2 separate regions of the Cricetulus griseus genome follow, and region 2 is linked to region 1. The links are chromatin contacts, called in public Micro-C maps. All regions are on one chromosome and are shown on one strand. The core of a region is the stretch at or near the end of the contact, and the rest is flanking DNA. Distances in the headings are between cores, read along the strand shown.

Evidence for each region. Hi-C and Micro-C count contacts between places; a contact is called where the count stands out from the background.
Region 2: a Micro-C map of the CHO-K1 cell line shows a contact between it and region 1, with 7 times the contacts expected there. The contact joins the promoter of Ptprm here to the enhancer-like site in region 1. A contact is called at or near these places in 2 of 8 Hi-C or Micro-C datasets (the CHO-K1 cell line and the CHO-S cell line).

The regions. Positions count from the first base shown.
Region 1 is chr2:455,561,849-455,566,919 of CriGri-PICRH-1.0, forward strand. All of the region lies in intron 30 of Ptprm (receptor-type tyrosine-protein phosphatase mu), which reads right to left. The region is part of intron 2 of LOC103159579 (a long non-coding RNA gene); the gene reads left to right. Among named protein-coding and RNA genes, the nearest start is that of Rab12, 130 kb to the left of the region's middle. Within about 2 kb of position 2,548, at least 1 of the 6 cell types and tissues checked has open chromatin away from gene starts, as enhancers often do. A contact at or near this core is called in the CHO-K1 cell line, where this site is marked.
Region 2 is chr2:456,236,105-456,241,175 of CriGri-PICRH-1.0, forward strand. Ptprm (receptor-type tyrosine-protein phosphatase mu) reads right to left here and starts at 1,920. Exons shown (of 31, transcript XM_027397791.2): 1 at 1,160-1,920. The coding sequence starts at 1,232.

The DNA of each region.
Region 1 (5,071 bases), core at 1,298-3,797:
CTAAAACGTAACAGCCTCTGTCACACACTTCTGCTGTCAGGATTTTGAGTGGCTCCACAGTGCCCTCTTTGCCATGAGGGACCTCTGCCATCTTCCCTTGCTTAAGTTACATCTATAACACAGGGACCCGAGGAGAGGCAGGATCTACAGAGCTAGGGGAGGGGACTCAAATTCTTGGTTTTGTCTGTATATTTTTTATTTCTGCCATTGATATTACCAGCAACCTCTTTGACTCTCAGTTGCTCCACTTTAGATGATTAAAATATATGACCATTTAAAATGGGATTAAAACAGACATTCTAGGTAAAGGCTAAAGGAGATTAAGAGACACATGGGAATGTCTTATATCCTCTGGGAAGCACATGTCACTTCTTGAACAGTTTTAGTGGGTTTAAAAAAATAAAATTGGGTGCGTATAGAGTCACAATCACACCCTATAAGGAACTGTCAGCTCTTCAGTACAATTGTCTTTAAAGTCTTTCCCCCATGTGTAACCTAGCTAGACTTTCCCCCATGTATAATTTAGCTAACTGCTGCTCTCTTATTAAAACTTAGAATTTTATTTTTCCATCTTTTAACTTTCAGGTGGTGTGTCTATTTACTGATGAGATGGTACTATTGGATAACCTAAAAATAACCCCATTTACTCTATCTGTATCTTTTAATTAGGGAACACGTCCGTCTGTATTCATGGTTATAGTTGATCAGTAAGGACGTACTCATACCATCTGGATGATTTTCTTCTATGTGCTTTAAAGAGTCTATGTCTTTTTCTTGCTTCTTATCCTTGTTGGCCTGGAACATGGTGTGTACCTCATCTTGAACTTGCAATCCTTTTGCCTCTCCGAGAGTTGGGGACACAGGCCTGTGCCACCATACCCGCCTCTCATGTTCACCTTTGTGATTTGATATACATTGTACAGATAATACCTGATTCCTTTACATTTCTCTTCTGTAGACCTGTTCTCCTGTTGGGATTCACCACTTTGATGATGGTAGTTATTTTTCTTTCGCATCTGGATGTTGAGCTCCACTAAGCATCTTTTGTAAGGCCAGGAACAGTGATCATGGACCTCCAAGTCTGATTTTTCTTTTTGTTTCTTTTTTCGAGACAGGGTTTCTCTGTGGCTTTGGAGGCTGTCCTGGCACTTGCTCTGGAGATCAGGCTGGTCTCAAACTCACAGAGATCTGCCTGCCTCTGCCTCCCGAGTGCTGAGATTAAAGGCATGCGCCACCAACGTCCGGCTGATTTTTCTTTGAAGCATTTTATTGCTATTTATGAATGGTAGCCTTGCCAGGCACAGGATTCTTGGTCAGAAGTTCTTCTCTTTGAAGTACAGGAATGGATTATTTTTAAGTTTTGCTCTTACAGGATGTAGAGGTGTGGTATGGCAGATGGGTGAAGGAAAACGCATGGAGGAAGTCAGCTTTCTCCTTCCACCATGTGGGTTCTGGGACGGAACTCAGGTCGACAGCCTTGACAGCAAGTGCCTTTACCTGTTGGGCCAACTCATTAGCCTGGCAATTATGCTGCAATGCTGGCCTTATCTCTGCATGGACACCACAGTGCAGAAAGCTTCTATAGAGCATCTTTGGCTGGGCCGGATGCCCTCTTTGGCCTAGTACAGACCATGGCAGAGTCAGAGACACCTACTGACTCTTGTGGCCACGTGGAATAGAGATACTTTAGTAGTGTAAGTAGGTGTGCTGTAGACAGCAGTGGGTATGGGGCGCTCTAGGTGAAGCTACTGCTGTAAGAACAGGAGCTCCGACGGGTGTGGTGAGCATTTCCTCTGGCACCGTAGTGAACCGACACCAGCAACTGCTTCTGGCATTGGCAGCCCTGGTGGTGCAAGAGGCCTCAAGCTCTGGTCCTCCAACGTGGGAGGTGCCAGTCCACATGATTGGAGGGGCAGTGATGGAGCCTGTGTGGCCCTCTGCAGTGCTCACCCACAGAACTGACGGCAGGGCATGGGATGTGGGGGGACCAGAAGTCTCTCCAACGACCTGTGCTTCTCTTTGCCTTTGCTTTTTTAGACCCTTGAACTGGAAACGCTGTCACCCTCCACAAAGTCCTATTTCTGGTTCCTAGTCTATGATTGATTATTTTAGCACTGGATGATTTTATTTCCAGAATGTTTAAAAGGAGCAATTTGAATTTCAGAATTCTAAGAGGCCGTTTTGTCGGACTGCCATGCTGACAAATTGGCCACCAAGTGCTCCAATCATCTCTCCAGTTTCTGTGAATCCTGGTGATTTTTTTTTCTTATGGAAATGTAATCCCTCATTGCATAAAAAATGATTCTTTTCAGATCTAACTGTGCAATTAGTTTCAGTGACTACGCAAACGGTCCCTTTATATATTCAAACACGGTTAGTAGGGACTCTTGGCTGCTGGCCTCAGGTCACAACAAAAGGTGTGGGGACTCCTGAGGGATTTTAGGTTTCTATGCTAAGGTGCTGTGGCCCAGTGGTCCCCAGAGCTGCCCTGTCTCAGGCATGACTATAATTTTTAAAATGAGTTTCCCTTCTCCCATCTCATCCATCCTGAGAAAGCTGCCAATCCCCATAGATTCTGTGATGACCGGTTTCTGAGTCATAAAAACAAGGGGAAGGCAAAGAAAGGCCACAAATTGCCATGTCCCCTCCTCCACGCACCTGGGAAAATGCCTCAAATCTTCCTACATTGGAAACTGATTACACTTGATCACCAGGTACAGCCCTGTCCTCTGCAGCTTCCTCCCACAGCTCCCCTGCTTCTGAATGGTATAATTAAGCCACATGAGCTATCCCAATGCTTCTGAGAAAGTGTGTGTGTGTGTGTGTGTGTATGCATGCCTTGGTCCTGAGTTTTCCCAACTCAGACCACAGCTGCTGGCTCAGGTATGCAGTGCTTAGTCTTCAGCAGAGGTTCAGCAGGGTCCCATCCCCACCACAGCCATTTGCTATTCCTCTCAAGACTCTTATTCTGACTGGCTGTGGCCCCTGTGAAGAGAGAGAAGTGACTTCTAAAATGGAACCCAAAGCTGAGGTCATTCTTTAAAAGTCCTAGCAGGTGGCTGGCTGAGCACGGGAGTCACAAGCTCAGCGCTCCTGAGGGCAGTTCTGAGGCATCCCGTGAAGGCTGGCACTGTGCCTTTGTCAGCACACATTGCCTGTGCTGGAGGAGCTGTGGGGAGTGGGGTGGGGTGGGGGGGTGGCGCACAGTCAGTCTGGGTGGCACATCAAACATCGCATGTCAAGTGCTCAAGACTCAAAAGAGAATAGTCTGTTCAGCTTACCTGAAGCAAACCTCCCTCCCTGAGGTAACGTGTCTGAAATTCAGACACATTTCATAATGGCTATGGGACACTTATAGTTGGAAAAATCTTCCTGCTGGAAAAATCTTCCTGCTAGGAAGCTGGAGATGGCTGGTTCACGGCAGGTCACATTGGTGACCATCCTCTCTGTACTAGGGAGACTGTCAATCCTCACAGCTACTCAATAGACAGGGACTGAGACCTTGTCGTCCAGCTTTGGAAACCATCTGACTACCCATCACACTGAACTTGGAAATGGCCACACCGAGTCAGGGCTCAGTTTTCTGGAGCTAACTTGAAGGGCGAGTCTGGTACCCACCCTAAGCTGCCCCGTGGGCTCTACTTTCCTGCCTGCTAACTCTGTTTTACAGGATGGGCATTGCCTAGCTATACTCCTAGATTAAATTTAGCTGTCATTTTGACACGGTTCAATGGGTTTCAATATTTACAGAGTGGAGCACAAGGTAAATTCCAGCGTATCTCCAACCCTGTGCCAGGCGGCAACCTTTCCTTCCCCTTTCTAGCCCTCAACAAGCACGACTTTCCTTTTGGCCTTTATAATGTTACCTATTGAGGACATTTTGTACCCATTTGCCTACCCCAACAGGCTTGCTCCTCTGCCCCATGTTAAAGATGAAGGGCACCGATGCTCACTGAACTGTCCCTAGCATGTGGCTGGTGCCCAAAACTCACAAGTGGTTGCAGAGCAAGGCATGGCTTTTGGAGGTGGGCTTTCACGGTGCAGTTGCAGGTGTCGATGACGACCAAGCCTGGCCCCTTGTGGAAACCGTGAGAAGGCCCAGGGGCCTCTATTTGGGTGGGGATTGTCAGGTCCAAAAGAACAACCCCCCCCCCCCGGCCCCCACACACAGATGGCTAACTGTGGAGCCTATTAGCAGAGCAAAGCACATGCTGGCATCTAGGCTTTCTCAGCAAGTACCTGTCACAGAGTCCCATGCTGGCAGGCTCTGCTGTCAGCTGTTTTTACCCCTCCTACCCTAAACTCTAGCTCATGGCCCTCCCTTCCCACGGCCTCTCATTCCTGTATAACCCCGCCGTTTCAGCCATGTGCCTTCTAGATTCTTTGCCTTCTTGTCTCTCTGTCATGGCCCTCCCCCTCCTGCTCCCCACCATGGCCCTGTTCAGTCTGCTGGCCATGTTCAGTCTACTACTTGCTCTCTCTGCTCTGGACTCTTCCAGATGCCTCTGGCTGTTCTCTGCCTGATATCAACAATAGAAATTATCCCCTCAGCCGTACTTCCATTTTGTATAGGGATCTGACCAATCTCACCCGGATTTCAAGAGGTATAAAGCTCCAGGGGACATACAGCTCACGAGCAGAGTGTGTATTTTCCTGAAAGGGCAGCTTTGCCACAGACAGGACACTTAGGGAGTCAGAGGCCCAGCCACTGACTTCTGGTTAAGGCTCTGGGCGGGCAGACAGTACTATTCCCAGAGGCTGCTGGTTGAGGCAGAGCCCAGCAAGGAGGGCAATGCTGAGGGAAGCCACTGTTTTCCTGCAGCTCCGGCAGCTTCAAGGCCACTGTCTCCAATTCCAGACAGGCAGAGTTGTCCTTGGTTCGTTCTGGGGACCCAGAACCTAGGGATGGTGACAGGGCAACTTAAGCAGATGGTTAACTTAGAAGCCAGGCTGAATGGGGTCAGAATAGAAAAATGTTCTAACCTTATATTCTAAATTACTATTTTTATTGTGTGTGCCCACATGCATGTGCACACAGAGGCCAGCATGTCAGATCTCCTCTTTCTTTCTC
Region 2 (5,071 bases), core at 670-3,169, 670 kb after region 1:
TGAAAGTTCCCTTCGCAAAAAAAAAAAAAAAAAAAAAAAAAAAAAAAAATAAGCCCAATTTACTCAGCCACCCCCTCCCCGAAAAAAAAAACATAGAACCCCATTTTGTAACTCCTGTTCAGGTCAAATGCAGCCTTTTTATTAAAATAAAAATGCAAATCACCACTGACACCATTGTGTGTGGACATTCACGAAACTAACGAACACGACAAAGCGTGCGCGTGTTGTCAGCGTTTGCCAAGCATCCACGTGTGTCCTCTTGGGACAGAAGATCCTAGAAGTAAGCCCTGGGACTGGGTGCCAGCTTCGGTCTCGCGCCTGACCCCTGACTCCTCTCAAAGACCCTCCATTTCCACCAAGAGCTCCTCAGGGCTCGCAACGCCTGGCTGTGCGCAGCCTCAGGCTGGCTTGGTGCACACAGCCTGTCCCCTCGGTTCAGCTGAGACCCCCCCCCCCCCCCCGCAGCCCGGCGGGGTTAGCAAGTTGCCAAGGCCGCGGCAGCCCTCCAGTAGGGAGGCCGAGGCTGGGTTCCGGGCGCCCAGCCACAGTGGCCAGGGCTAGGGGAGCTACAGATTCCTCTAGGGTCGCGGAGACCTCCCGCGGCGCAGATAGGGAACCGCTGTCACAGCGTAGCCGCGCAACCGCGGGGACCCGCGGAGGTCGCCCACCGAGCCGGGCAGGGGGCAGCAGGGAGGTCAGGCTTCGGGAGAACGCCCGCTATACCACGGGTTCCGGAGATCGCCGCGGGCGCAGCCAAGCACCCGAAGCCCATGCCCGCCGCCACCGGGGTCGAGAGGCCCGCGCAGCGCCTACTCCCGGCGGCTGCAGCTGGGAACTTCAGGCAAAGTTTTCTGCCGCTCCTGCCCGGGCGGCCCAGGGACTCGGAGCCCGGAGCACAAGTCCAGGCCCTGAGGTGACAGGGGCCGAGATGGGGGTCCGGGCTCCTGGCTTGTCCTGCGGGCTGCAGCGTGCGCTGCACGGGTCTTCGGGGCTCGGCGGCGGCTGCTTTGCCTCCGGCCATCGGCCAGCCCGGCTCACCCGCTAAGCGATGCCGGGTCCTGCGCGCCCCAACCCGGCCCCGAAGCTCGCCTCGGACTCTCCCACCCGGGGAACGCTTACGTCCCATGCACCCTGGCAACGGCAGGGGCGGCCGGCTTACCTGAAAACGTCTCCCCGGCCGCAGTTAGCAAAAGTCCAGCCAAAGTCACCAGGCAAGTCCCAAGTGTCCTCATGGTGCTGAGTGCGCGCCGGGCCGCCTCGGAGCGGCGGCGGCCGCTAGACGCGGGAAGCCGAGGGGGACGCGAGCCTACACCGCAGGCTGCCAGGGTAGTCGCTCCAGCAGCGAAACACCCGATCCCAAAGTGGCAACAGTTGCACAAGTCCGAAGTCCCGCGGTTCCGGGGCCTGGGGACCGTGTTCTGGGTCCTCCTGCCCTCCCTCTGGCCCCCGCTTGGAGTCTGGCGCCGCTGGGAGAGGGAGCGGAGGGCGCGTCCGCCGAGCCCAAATCCTCGCTGGGATCCGGCGCTGCGCCCGCCGAAGCGCTGCCCCTGCTCGGGACCGAGCCGCCCGCGGCGCCGTGGCCGTGGCCGTGGCCGCGATCGCGCGCTTGCAGCCCGCCTCCTCTGCTCCCGCAGACCCAGCCACCTCGGGCGGCGGCGCGCCGAAGGCCGAGCCCACGCCGGCTGCGCGCGGGGCTCCTGCTCCGCGACTGACTGGCGGTGCCCCGCAGGCCGGCTGGAAGGAGCCCACGTCACGGCCGGGCCGGAGCCGCCGCGGCCCGCTAGAGGGCGCGAGCGCCCGTGTCCCCGGCCCGGGGCCAGCTCGGCCTGCGCGGCGCCTGCGGGCTCCGTGGGGCGGCCACCGCCAAGATGCGGGCGCGACCCAGCGGGCAGGAGCAACCGCCCGGGGCGCCACCCTGGACCCTAGCTCGCCCCGGCAGCGCCTCGGGTTTCCCACGCTGGCCTCAGGGACCGCGACCGCGCCCCAGCCAGAAGTTTGTCCCGGGTCACCGGAGGCGAGCAGGAGTTGGAGCGCGCCAGGCACGGGGCGGCCGTGTTCCCGGCGGCGGCTGCTGGCTTGCGAGCGTCGGGAAGGAGCGAGAGCCGCCAGCGCCCTGGGCCGCTCGATCAGCAGCTTGCAAGGGGCACGCTCGCTGCCGTGCCCGAGCCTTGCGCCCGGGAAGCCGAACGCGCTTCTGCCGCTCCACTGCGTCCTGTGGCCGCTAGAGTGGGGCCCGGAGCTCGCAAGGCAGCAGTCGCAAGGAACCAGGGGTTGGGCAGAACTGGTGATTTCTGTGTCTGATGGAAATGGAGAGTGAATCAAACAATGTCTTGATATAATTTTAATTTGAGATCCGATGTGACTGTTAAGAGAACAAGAATGCTACCAATGATTAAGTTTAAAGCAAAATTCAAGTTTTTATTGCAATTCTGTGGGGTTTTTCGTTTTGGTTTTGTTTTTGTTTTTGTGGTTCTTCATCTTGCTCAGAGTAACCCCATTGGGGCACCTGTTGGGCTATTTACCAACCCAACTGCAGGCAATCGTGTTTAAATTAGGATCACAATTTGTGTTCTAACTGATAACACTTAAGTAGGTTAGTGCCCAGTGCCCGGAGCCTGAAGCTCTGCCCGCTGCTCCCCCCGGGAGGATGCTCTGCTAGGTTGTCACTTGCTCTGTGTTGTTTCAAAGGCCAAAGAAATAAATGAACCCCGCAGGCCTGTAGTTGAAGGTGGGGCCCACAACCAGCCGATGATGACTTTCGCTTTCAATCATCTCCCAGAGCCAGTGTGGACACCCAGAGGACTTCTGTGTCTGCCAGGCCAAACGCATTCCGAGTAGAGTATTTTCTTTGGGAATTCTATTCAGGAGGTCCTCCCTGTGAGGCCCTTCCTTTAGAAGTCTCCACGTAAATGACTTGTTTAACACCATCCAAATCACCTTTTGCCTTTATCCGATAATGAGCCTGCCTGCAGGGGGCGGGGGGAGGGAGGGGGGCTTATCCTGAACTTGGAAGGGAAATTCTGAAGTCTCATACTCACTGCAACAGAATCAACAAGTGACGAGGTCTAACCCGGCCTTTTTGTTGAAATTATACTTCATTAGATGTGTCGAAATTGCTTTTTGAAAGTGAATGATGACAGATCCCTCCACCCCTGACATTTTGATGCTGGTAGGAGCATCCATAAAAAGGCACACACAAAAAAAATGTAGTCTCAGTGTTTCCAAGTATCTTCAAATCCGATGAAGAGTTCGATGAAGAGTTTGATATCAGGTAACATTTCATTCATCCTGTGTTACGTGCTTTCAATCAACCTTCAACAACCTTCATTGGACCTCAAGCCACTGAGGCTGTGTTAGCTGCTGATGGCTGCTTTAGGCTGGTGATGACACCCAACAAAGAGAGAAAAGAACCAGGGGACCACAATGAGGACAGTGCGTGACTGTGGCCATCTGGCCTCAGTCCTCTGGGTTTCCTGGACTTGGGCATCCAACTGCTAGGATAGAAACACCTATCCTAGAACTCCGAAGAACCCCTGTTTCTTCCCCCATTACTTAAAGCCTCATGCCCATGCCAGCTCTGTGAATTTCAGTTGTTCCTCTGTTCTCCCAGGTGACAGTGCTGAGGGACCTGCTCAGCTTCCCTGCCATCCACATTTCAAAGAGTGGTGGGAATTTGCCTGCAGCCTCCTCTGACTCCTGCTTATTTACTATCCCTTGCAGGTGACTGCTCAAAGCCACCTTTGGTCTAAATAAAAAGAAAATAAGTAGTCAGGACTCCTCAGGGGGATATCCCTGCAGGAATCTCCCCAGGGGTTTTGTCTTTGACTTGTGCTTTCTGCTGAAGAGATTTCTCTGTTGAGTCTAACTACCACTTGTCACTCGGTTGTCTCTGGGGACAAAGTTGACATTTGCAGAGTCGGTTGGCCAAAGTGAGGAGTGCTGTCAGGCCAACTTCTAAGATGAGTGGGTTCTGAGAGAATGAAAATGAAAGTCCACTCAGCTGGTGTTTTCAAAGATTAATAAACCTGGCAGAGGTGTCGTCCTAATACAGCTCAAAAGAGAAGAAAGAGAACCAAATTGCAGCATAAGAAAGCTCATGGGTTGTTTCTTTCCATTCTTCTTCTTTTTCTTTTTTAAACAGAGGAATTGGTGGGAATTAAACTCGGGGCTTCAAATATGTTCTGTACATGTGCGTATAGCTCTGTGCTACTCAGATCCTCCAAGGCCCAAGGGAGAGGAGACCATCTGGGTTCAGTAGTCAGCAGGGCCACTGGCTGAGCTGTGCAGGGACACTACTTTGACCACAGTGATTCTATTTCTAATTCTGTTCCAGATCCTTAAAAGTCAAAATGTAAATGAAAACAGATCTGACTTGCCTGCAACTCTTCTACCCAGACTTTGCAGGTTAACCACACGCAGAAAGTTGCTAAGACATCCCAAGTACCCTGTAGGGAGGGTTCCTCGGCAGCCACTTAAGTGGGATCCAAAGGAAAAGAGATGTGAATTGTTCTCAGGCTCTTCTTTTCTCTCTGGCCCTCCCTGAAATAATAACTCATAGTTAGGTTTTTGTCCAGATCACAAAAGTGTGTTTTGGTGTATACAGGTCACACAACAATGTGATCTCTTGATCAAAGTATGTGAGGAAATTGGGAGGAGACAGTTCTGGGTTTGGAACCCCGTGGCTTGCACAATGGTGTTTTTTCTCAAAGCCCCATGTAAACTCCGAGATGGTGAGCCAAGGTGACTCTTTATTATGAGGATCTCTGGCTAAGCAGGAGTCTTAAGCATCAGTGTATACTAAATCCTGGCTCCTGGATCTCATCTTTTCTTAACTTAAGGGGCTGTGTGAGTTCACGGGTAGCAGAGGGGACTTGGCCATGTGGCATGCAAGTCCTTGGACTCATGTGTACTTACATATGCAGAGACTTCCACTTTACTGGGCTTTGGGCTGTTTGTTTCTTTGATGCATTGCTGAGGATCACACCCAGGGCCTCAACTGTGCGTGACAAGTGCTGTACCTCCACGCTCCACACCCAACCCCTATCTTCAGATATGAGGAGAGCAAACAGAA